2 separate regions of the Gasterosteus aculeatus genome follow, and region 2 is linked to region 1. A link is a contact called in public Hi-C data. All regions are on one chromosome and are shown on one strand. Each heading gives the region's core, a stretch centred on a gene start, on an enhancer-like site or on the middle of the called end of the contact. The rest is flanking DNA. Distances are from core to core; before and after follow the strand shown.

Region 1 (3,597 bases), core at 792-3,291:
TCTGGGACTCCATGCAAGATCTCACCTCGTGGGGCATCAATGTTGATGAGGAATGTGAGGGAAGAAATCCTCCCAGAAATATGCGACAGGACCTGGTCAATGACCTGAAGAGAGCTGGGACCACAGTCTCAAAGAAATTAGTAACACACTACGCCGTCATGGATTAAGATCTTGCAGCGCACGCAAGGTTCCACTGCTGAAGCTAGCGCATGTCAAGGCCTGCCTGAAGTTTGCCAATGACCATCTGGATGATCCAGAGGAGGTATGGGAGAAGGTCCGGTGGCCTAGCCCGTCTCCAGACCTGAAAACCCAATCGAGCTCAATTCTTTTTTTAAATATGCAGTGGTTATTGTTTCTTGTGTATATGGCCAAGCTCTAGAGCACAGCTCTTTCATCAACGTGTTGCTATTGCCCATTTCTACAGCGGACTCACTCATTTATAAATTGATCATGGAAGGCAGAGTGTTGCTGAGGAATCAGGTTAAAAAAGTTAAATGTGAGCAAAATGTTAACATGTCTTGGAATTTAATTTTTTAGTTGCGTGGGAGGGATCAGGATGAGCAATTGGCAGGTGAAAAAGAAGTGACCAGGTGTTTTTGGTGCTTTTCCATGAGTGATGATTTTGCTCATGCTCGTTTAGCTCCAGAGACCAGGCTTGTACATTTGAATTTAGGAGGAGAGAAAGAGAGGTGGAGGTAGAGCCTGCTAGGGGCTGATGGGATTGGACAATGAGTACATGGGTTTCTGTCAGACAGAAGCTCTCTCTCTCTGCTTATCTCAAATTCCCTTCCTGTCTGATCACGAATTATAGCCCAGAATTTAACTCAAGCAAAGACGAGAAGCTGGACCCCCTCAGCCATCCTCATTGCATATACCCCCTCCTCTCTCACTCTTCCCCGTCTCTGGCATGGCTCTTCCGAGCCATGCCACTTGGGGCGGCGTGCTGGCCTTTAAAAAGGCAAACTTGTAATCTGATAATTAACAATCTGCTAAATTTCTCAAAAGGAAAACAGTCATGAGAAATGTCTGCTTCATGCCCGTGAGTGGAATGACCTTTTGCTGAGGCTGGAATGGCATGCAAAGGCAAGGCAACTCACTTAGAAGCATTTAATTAGCTGTGCTCACGGCTGTGTGCTCTGCCAATGGACAGACGAGGGAGGACGAGCTGGGAGGAGAAGGATGGAGGCAAAGAGATATTTAGGGTGCGATTGGGGCATGTGTAGGGATAAACAGACATTGAGATTTTATACAGTATGTTTGTCTGGATCTAAAAATCTTCATCAGAAAACACTTTCTTACTTACATTCCGTCCCCTTCTTCCCCCTTGTTGCGCCCTGCCTTTCAGCAGGCTCTCCACACTGGCCGCAGCAGCAGTGTAGGAACATATCAGCCCTTTGGCATATTCAGTACCATTGCTTTCTATGTCAGTGTTCATCTGCTGAAAGTAGAATAACATTTTAAAAGCAGAGGGAAACATTTGGGATACTTTCTGCCTATTTGAAGAATCCAACGTCTTTATTCTCTTTTTTTGTATTTACACTTTATTCTAGACTAGTTGCACTGTAATGACACAGATTTCTCAACTTTGATCAATTCATTTTTTCACTTCACTGCTTTATTGCTTGTTATGACACAATATGGGATATTTCCTATATCAAACCGAGCACACTGTCATAATGCCAAACAAAAAGTGATTTATTGTTGGAGAAACGGAATAATGAATCCTAAGAATCTATAAACAATACAGCTAGAGGAAACCAATGGAAGTCAATTCAACAAAGTCAATAAAGGATCATTATTCCACCTCATTTGAAGCACAGAGACCAACGGAGAGAGAGAGAGATTAGACACTGGTGCCCCACGAGGCAGTTAGAGCTAATGCACTTAAAGGGTTAATCACTGCATTTGCATGCAAATATGTATTAAAGTGTGTCTGCCCTTACGGGAGGGTGTAATGAAGGAATTGGGCCCAGGCAGTGGGTGACATTCAGCGCCCGTGTAACCCCAGTGGAAAGCTTCCCTCACGCTATTTGTGAATGTTAATTGCTTTTCGGGCTGCTGCCACCTCCCTGCTCTCCACCTGTCCCTCCGTCCCTTATGCAACAGGGGACTCTCCATGTCCTTTAATCTAAAACTGTTGTTTAAACAAGAGAAAATCCTCCGAGGAATAATGTTTGTGGTGTTGGAGCGTCACGCTAAAACTGACGCTTGTATAATAAAGGTGTCCCAGTGCAGTAGGGGAAAAAAGATATCCAAATACTTCAATTATCGGATGTGTGACCCTTTTGCTGTTGGAGGGAAATCTTCCTTGTCTGCCTTTGCTTTTTTCAACTTCTAAAAAAAATTGTGTCTGATTTGCATATTGACTTGTATAGAAAGCTAATCAGTCCAAATATAATTTTGGGTAAAATGATCTTGCAGAAAACAAAAGAGACCAGCCTGTGTTTGTTTCCACAATTATTCTCGTCCTTAAATAAAAACATCAACGGGAAAGAGGAGAAGAGGTGATGATGAGGAGAGAAGGGGAGTAAAGATAGCAATCTTTCCATTTACGACAGGAAGCTTTGAATTTATGTAATCCACAGAACTGTGAAAGTTAAACCCCCATCTGTTAGAAAAAATAAAATGCAAATAGACCTTTTGATTCTGCTGCAGAGGGAAATTTGCCCAATCAAAAGATTAGCGCTGATACCTATGGATTATGTTTCACTTTTATGCCAAATCTCACTATCCCTCTTTCTTTTTTTTTCTTTTTTTACACCTACTCCCTCCCTCTCTGGCTTCATCCAGATTTCTGTTTCTGATTAAGATCTCTGTTTCAGAGATAGAACAAACATGTGATACAAGCTCTGAAATCTACCTGATCTAACTTTAATGCTGATATCAGAAAAAGTACTTTTCTCAGCTTATTAGCAGGATTCACGTCAGAAAATAATAAAATAACATGTTAAATCAGAACTCAACATCTTCCTATGGATTAAAGCCCAATCAGAATCTATATTTGTCACATAAACAATGGCTCATTAACAAACAGTGCGTAAATCCGGAATGTACCCCGGCTTATCATTGGCAGAAAGTGACACTAAACATTTATGAACGTGTGTTAGAACACTGAACATTTAGTTGGGACTGGTGTTAATGGGCTTTGTTAAGTGGACCACATCGCTAGGTCGGTTTCATGGCTATCACCTGACACAGCTAACAACCCCTATTTTTGTCCATTGCTTGCAGGCTCCCTCTCAGCTTGTGATGTTCTAGCAAAAGCCATATAAATGCTAACAACAGCCCATTGATTTTCCTGTGTCTGTGCAGGCGGTCGTATCTGACGCATCAATCTCATTAACATGGAGAGTTTAGGGCGAAGCCGTAGCTCGAAACAATGAGAGACGTATATTCAGCCTGTCTCCTGCACAGAATAATGCAGTGTCGTGAACAGCAGTGTCCGCTGTCTGTAATTATCTGACACCATTAAAGCAGTAAACCTAAACAGTGGTAAACAGAGAAGAGGAGGGTCAAGGAAGCACAAACACATCAAACTTGAGTATGAGGAGAAGTGTGTGTTTTCAAAAAGTGACATTAGACAAAGGGCACGTAGGA
Region 2 (3,597 bases), core at 698-3,197, 380 kb before region 1:
GGCGCCCTTTTCTCTACAGTGGCTGAACCATCTTAACGGGGAAAATAAGTTATTCTAAAAGGGGCCCTTAGCAGGCAGCGTGGCTGGAGAGCAGCCGAAGGAGACGAGAATCTGCACCGTGCGGCCATGTTGCGGCCCGGCGGCCCCCGCCAAGGTGAGGCGGGCCGAGCTCGAGCCGAAGCGGAGACAGACGGGGAGCATCGGTCGCGCATTCTCTCCTCGCTGCCGAGATAACAGAAGATTTAAGGCGTGGATGGCGAGGGGGGCGGCGGGAGCGGACGCACCTCGCAGCATCGATCGGACCCTGAAAGCACCGTCTCCACCTCCCCACATCCCCCCCATCCACCCGCCCCGACGCTAAACGTCTGACTGCAGTATCTTCTGCGCATTATAATCCGATGCGCGCTATATATGAAACATTTTCTAAAATAGGTGATTCATTGAAGGTGCGCCTTATTGTGCGGAAAATACGGCACATGAGCTCCGAAGAAAATGGTACACAAAACGTACATCGCCGGTTAATACATTTTTTGTCGGTTAAATTCTTAAGGTCATTTAATCATCCCTAGTTTATGTTTTGATCAGAGTTGTGATTAAAGGTTTGGGTGGGCCGCAAAATATTTTCAGATTTCAAAGTGGGCCGCGGCATTCTTGAGTTTGGGAACCGCTGCCTTAAGTACATAAAATGGGATGCATACAATTATTAATTATTCTCCTAAAACTAACTAGACACACCAGCAAGGTTTTAGTTTTAAGTGGCTTCACATCATGTCATTTCCCCACAGTCTTTTTCCTCTGGCCAATATCATTGATTGTCCTTACACACACAGAAATATGCAGCTGGTTTTCAGTAAAGTCCCAGTGCCGCATCTCTGCAGTAACGCAAAGCTCCAGCAGATGGCAAAAGAGCACCACTGAAAACACACCTGCCACCCTGAGACCAAAAAAATCACCCTTCAACATAAAGACATTTCATTCTCTACCTCCACTGTCCTGATTTGAATCCAATCTCTCCTTCCCTCATTACCCTCCTTGTCCCTCAAAATCCCATCCTGTCATGGTTCATTCCCCCGAGCGAGGCGCCTGCAGCTAATTGGAATGAATCAGGCGTACGTGGTGCTGTTTGACTAGCTCACCTCCCCTCGCTGCGGCTTTGGCGCCACCTGGATTTGCGTGACAGACACAGATGGCGACGGTAGGCCTTGCTGCTCTGAGCCACCGCTACCCGCCTCTGAGTGCTTCCCCCCCCTCACCCTCTTCCAGCCAGCGGCCACCAACAAGCCCCCCGGCCCCTGGTTCAGACGTGTCCCTGCGGAGTTCTTACACTCACCACACAGCCGCCGCTTGGTTAAGTGAAAAATGAGGCAGCCCATTGTTGAAATGCTCCTTGTGCACTTGTTTTCTCCTGATTCTGCTGTACTCACTGGGGTTTACATTACTTGTAGACATTGTACAACATGAACAATGTAACCTTGCATTGTTTCATCTATTTGGAGCCATAGCTTAAATATGTATGTTTTGCCTCTCAGAAGGATTGCAGCCTTGTTTTTGACTTGTCGCACGACACATTGTTCAAATCTAACAGCAATTAAAATTTCAATATGTCATTTGCATAATAGATCCATGTATTTGAGTCAATGTTGGTGCAGGATTCTGTACAAGTCAATTATGTACTTCTGCAAACTCAATGTGTCCATGTTTTCAATAATGTATGATCACTTCCAGACCGTCAAAGTCTTGGTCCCTTCACCCATAAACCAGCTTTCCCTTAAACAGCCCCTAGTCCCCCCCCCCCCTCCTTACCTATCTCACAGTTGGCTCCCAGGTATCCGGTGCCGATGCAGTCACATATGTAGCGGTTCCAGCCCTCTTTGCACAGACCTGCGTTGCCACAGGGAGCGCTGCTGCACCTCTTCTGCAGCTCGCGGGTGCAGAAACTGCTGACGCCGAACGCACTCTGGATCTCAGCCAGGCGGCGGACATCGCGGCTCTTGCCGTCGATAAAGAGGTCGCGCACGCAGCCCACGTATCCGTAGTTGAGCAGCGCCGTCCAAACCTCGGGTGGCAGGATGAGGTCTGACTTGAACTCGGGTAGCCCGCCCAGGTACATGTCGCTGTCCAGGTCCAGGATTTCACTGCCCTCAGGGGAGCTGAAGGGCAAGCTGCGGCTGTTGACTGAGATAGATCCTGAAAGGCAGAAACACAGTTGTCAACTGAATATTAAATTGTCTATGGTCAAACATAGTAAGAAATTGAAGAAGTGGGTAGTATGGATACGTGGGAGGGAATGGGAGTGGGGTCAAGCGGCTGAGTGAGTGGGCAAATGCATTTTTGAAAGGAGCAGTAAGTGGATCATTTAGGGACACAAAGCACAGACAGATGGACATACAAGAGACAGGAAGAACAAATATCAGTAAAGTGTGTGTGTCTGTGTGTGTGTATCTAATGTGTCTGTAATAGGCTAAATGGAGGAGAAGGGAAGCATAATGCAGCAGGGAGTAGGTGAGACAAAAGGCCTTCTATCTTTCTGTGATTAACGACTCTGTCTTAATTTTCTATTAAAAGCCAATTACAGCAGGAGCAGCAGCAAGATCACATGCATGCTCGCACACACACACACACACACACACACACACACACACACACACACCATTATTCACCCCTTAGTCATTATAAGATGCTATTAGGGATACGATATAATGTCCTAGGTGCTTGTCCACCTACAGATCATTCATCAGAAACCAGACACTGAAGCATGCAGATGTCCCTGTTTGTTGCCCAAATTCAGGCAGATACATTAGAACCACGTGTCTCTCAGGTAAATAAACTCACCTTAAGTATTACCACTACATTATTATTAAAAGTATGCCTAACCAGTCTTAGTTTAGGTTTTAGTATGTGTATATTCCTTTGGAGAGCTGTTGGACCATTAAGCAAATTATTTTTTATAAGCTGCTCCAGAGAATCCATAAAACACTAGGAAAATAGTTTTAGATTGAGTCCATGCTTAGTCCAAGTTTGCCACTGTTGTTTTGCAAAGTAGCTGGGAGCTAGCAAGATATTACACACGAGTGAACACATGACAAAAAGACACGGATATCAGATTTAAAAAAAGAAATTGTAGTTTGCTACAGTAAAAATTACACTTTTTCGCAAAGGTAATTATATCTTTTGATTTTCAGCATATCTTTATATTGCAATTAGAAGTTTGCCCATGTAAAGTAACATTTCTAGATCAGCTGGCGACAAAGGAAGTTAAAATCAGCCCTCACCTTTCCTCCCTTCCCTCTGGAAATCCACATGGCACCATTCCCCGTCATTGACCTTCTTGTTGCTGGCCTTCAGCTTTGTTTTTCCAGATCCCATATCGATCAGCAGGTACAAATAACCCTCCAGCAGCTCCATGGCAAAGTAATCGGTCTTGAGCTCCCTACCGGGCTTCTGCTCTTTGGGCCCCTGAGGACGGCCGTGGCTGAATAGGAGGAGCCCACTTGGCTCCGTGGTGCGGAAGTCGAAGGAGATGGATCCGGTCTTCTTAGTGTTCCACTTGGGCAGGGAGATGTAGGACTCGGGGGTCTCAAAGGTGACTGGGTCTAG

Evidence for each region. A called contact is a pair of places that touch in the nucleus more often than the background predicts.
Region 2: a contact with region 1 is called in a Hi-C map of skeletal muscle, with 2.9 times the contacts expected there. The contact joins two enhancer-like sites. A contact is called at or near these places in 2 of 6 Hi-C or Micro-C datasets (skeletal muscle and whole body).

The regions. Positions count from the first base shown.
Region 1 is chr7:10,684,910-10,688,506 of fGasAcu3.hap1.1, reverse strand. No RefSeq gene overlaps it. Among protein-coding and RNA genes, the nearest start is that of alpk1, 44 kb to the right of the region's middle. Within about 2 kb of position 2,041, at least 1 of the 9 cell types and tissues checked has open chromatin away from gene starts, as enhancers often do.
Region 2 is chr7:11,067,766-11,071,362 of fGasAcu3.hap1.1, reverse strand. It overlaps nrxn2b (neurexin 2b), which reads right to left. Exons shown (of 22, transcript XM_040180546.2): 8 at 3,273-3,597; 9 at 1,804-2,187. Among protein-coding and RNA genes, the nearest start is that of LOC144410332, 220 kb to the right of the region's middle. Within about 2 kb of position 1,947, at least 2 of the 9 cell types and tissues checked have open chromatin away from gene starts, as enhancers often do.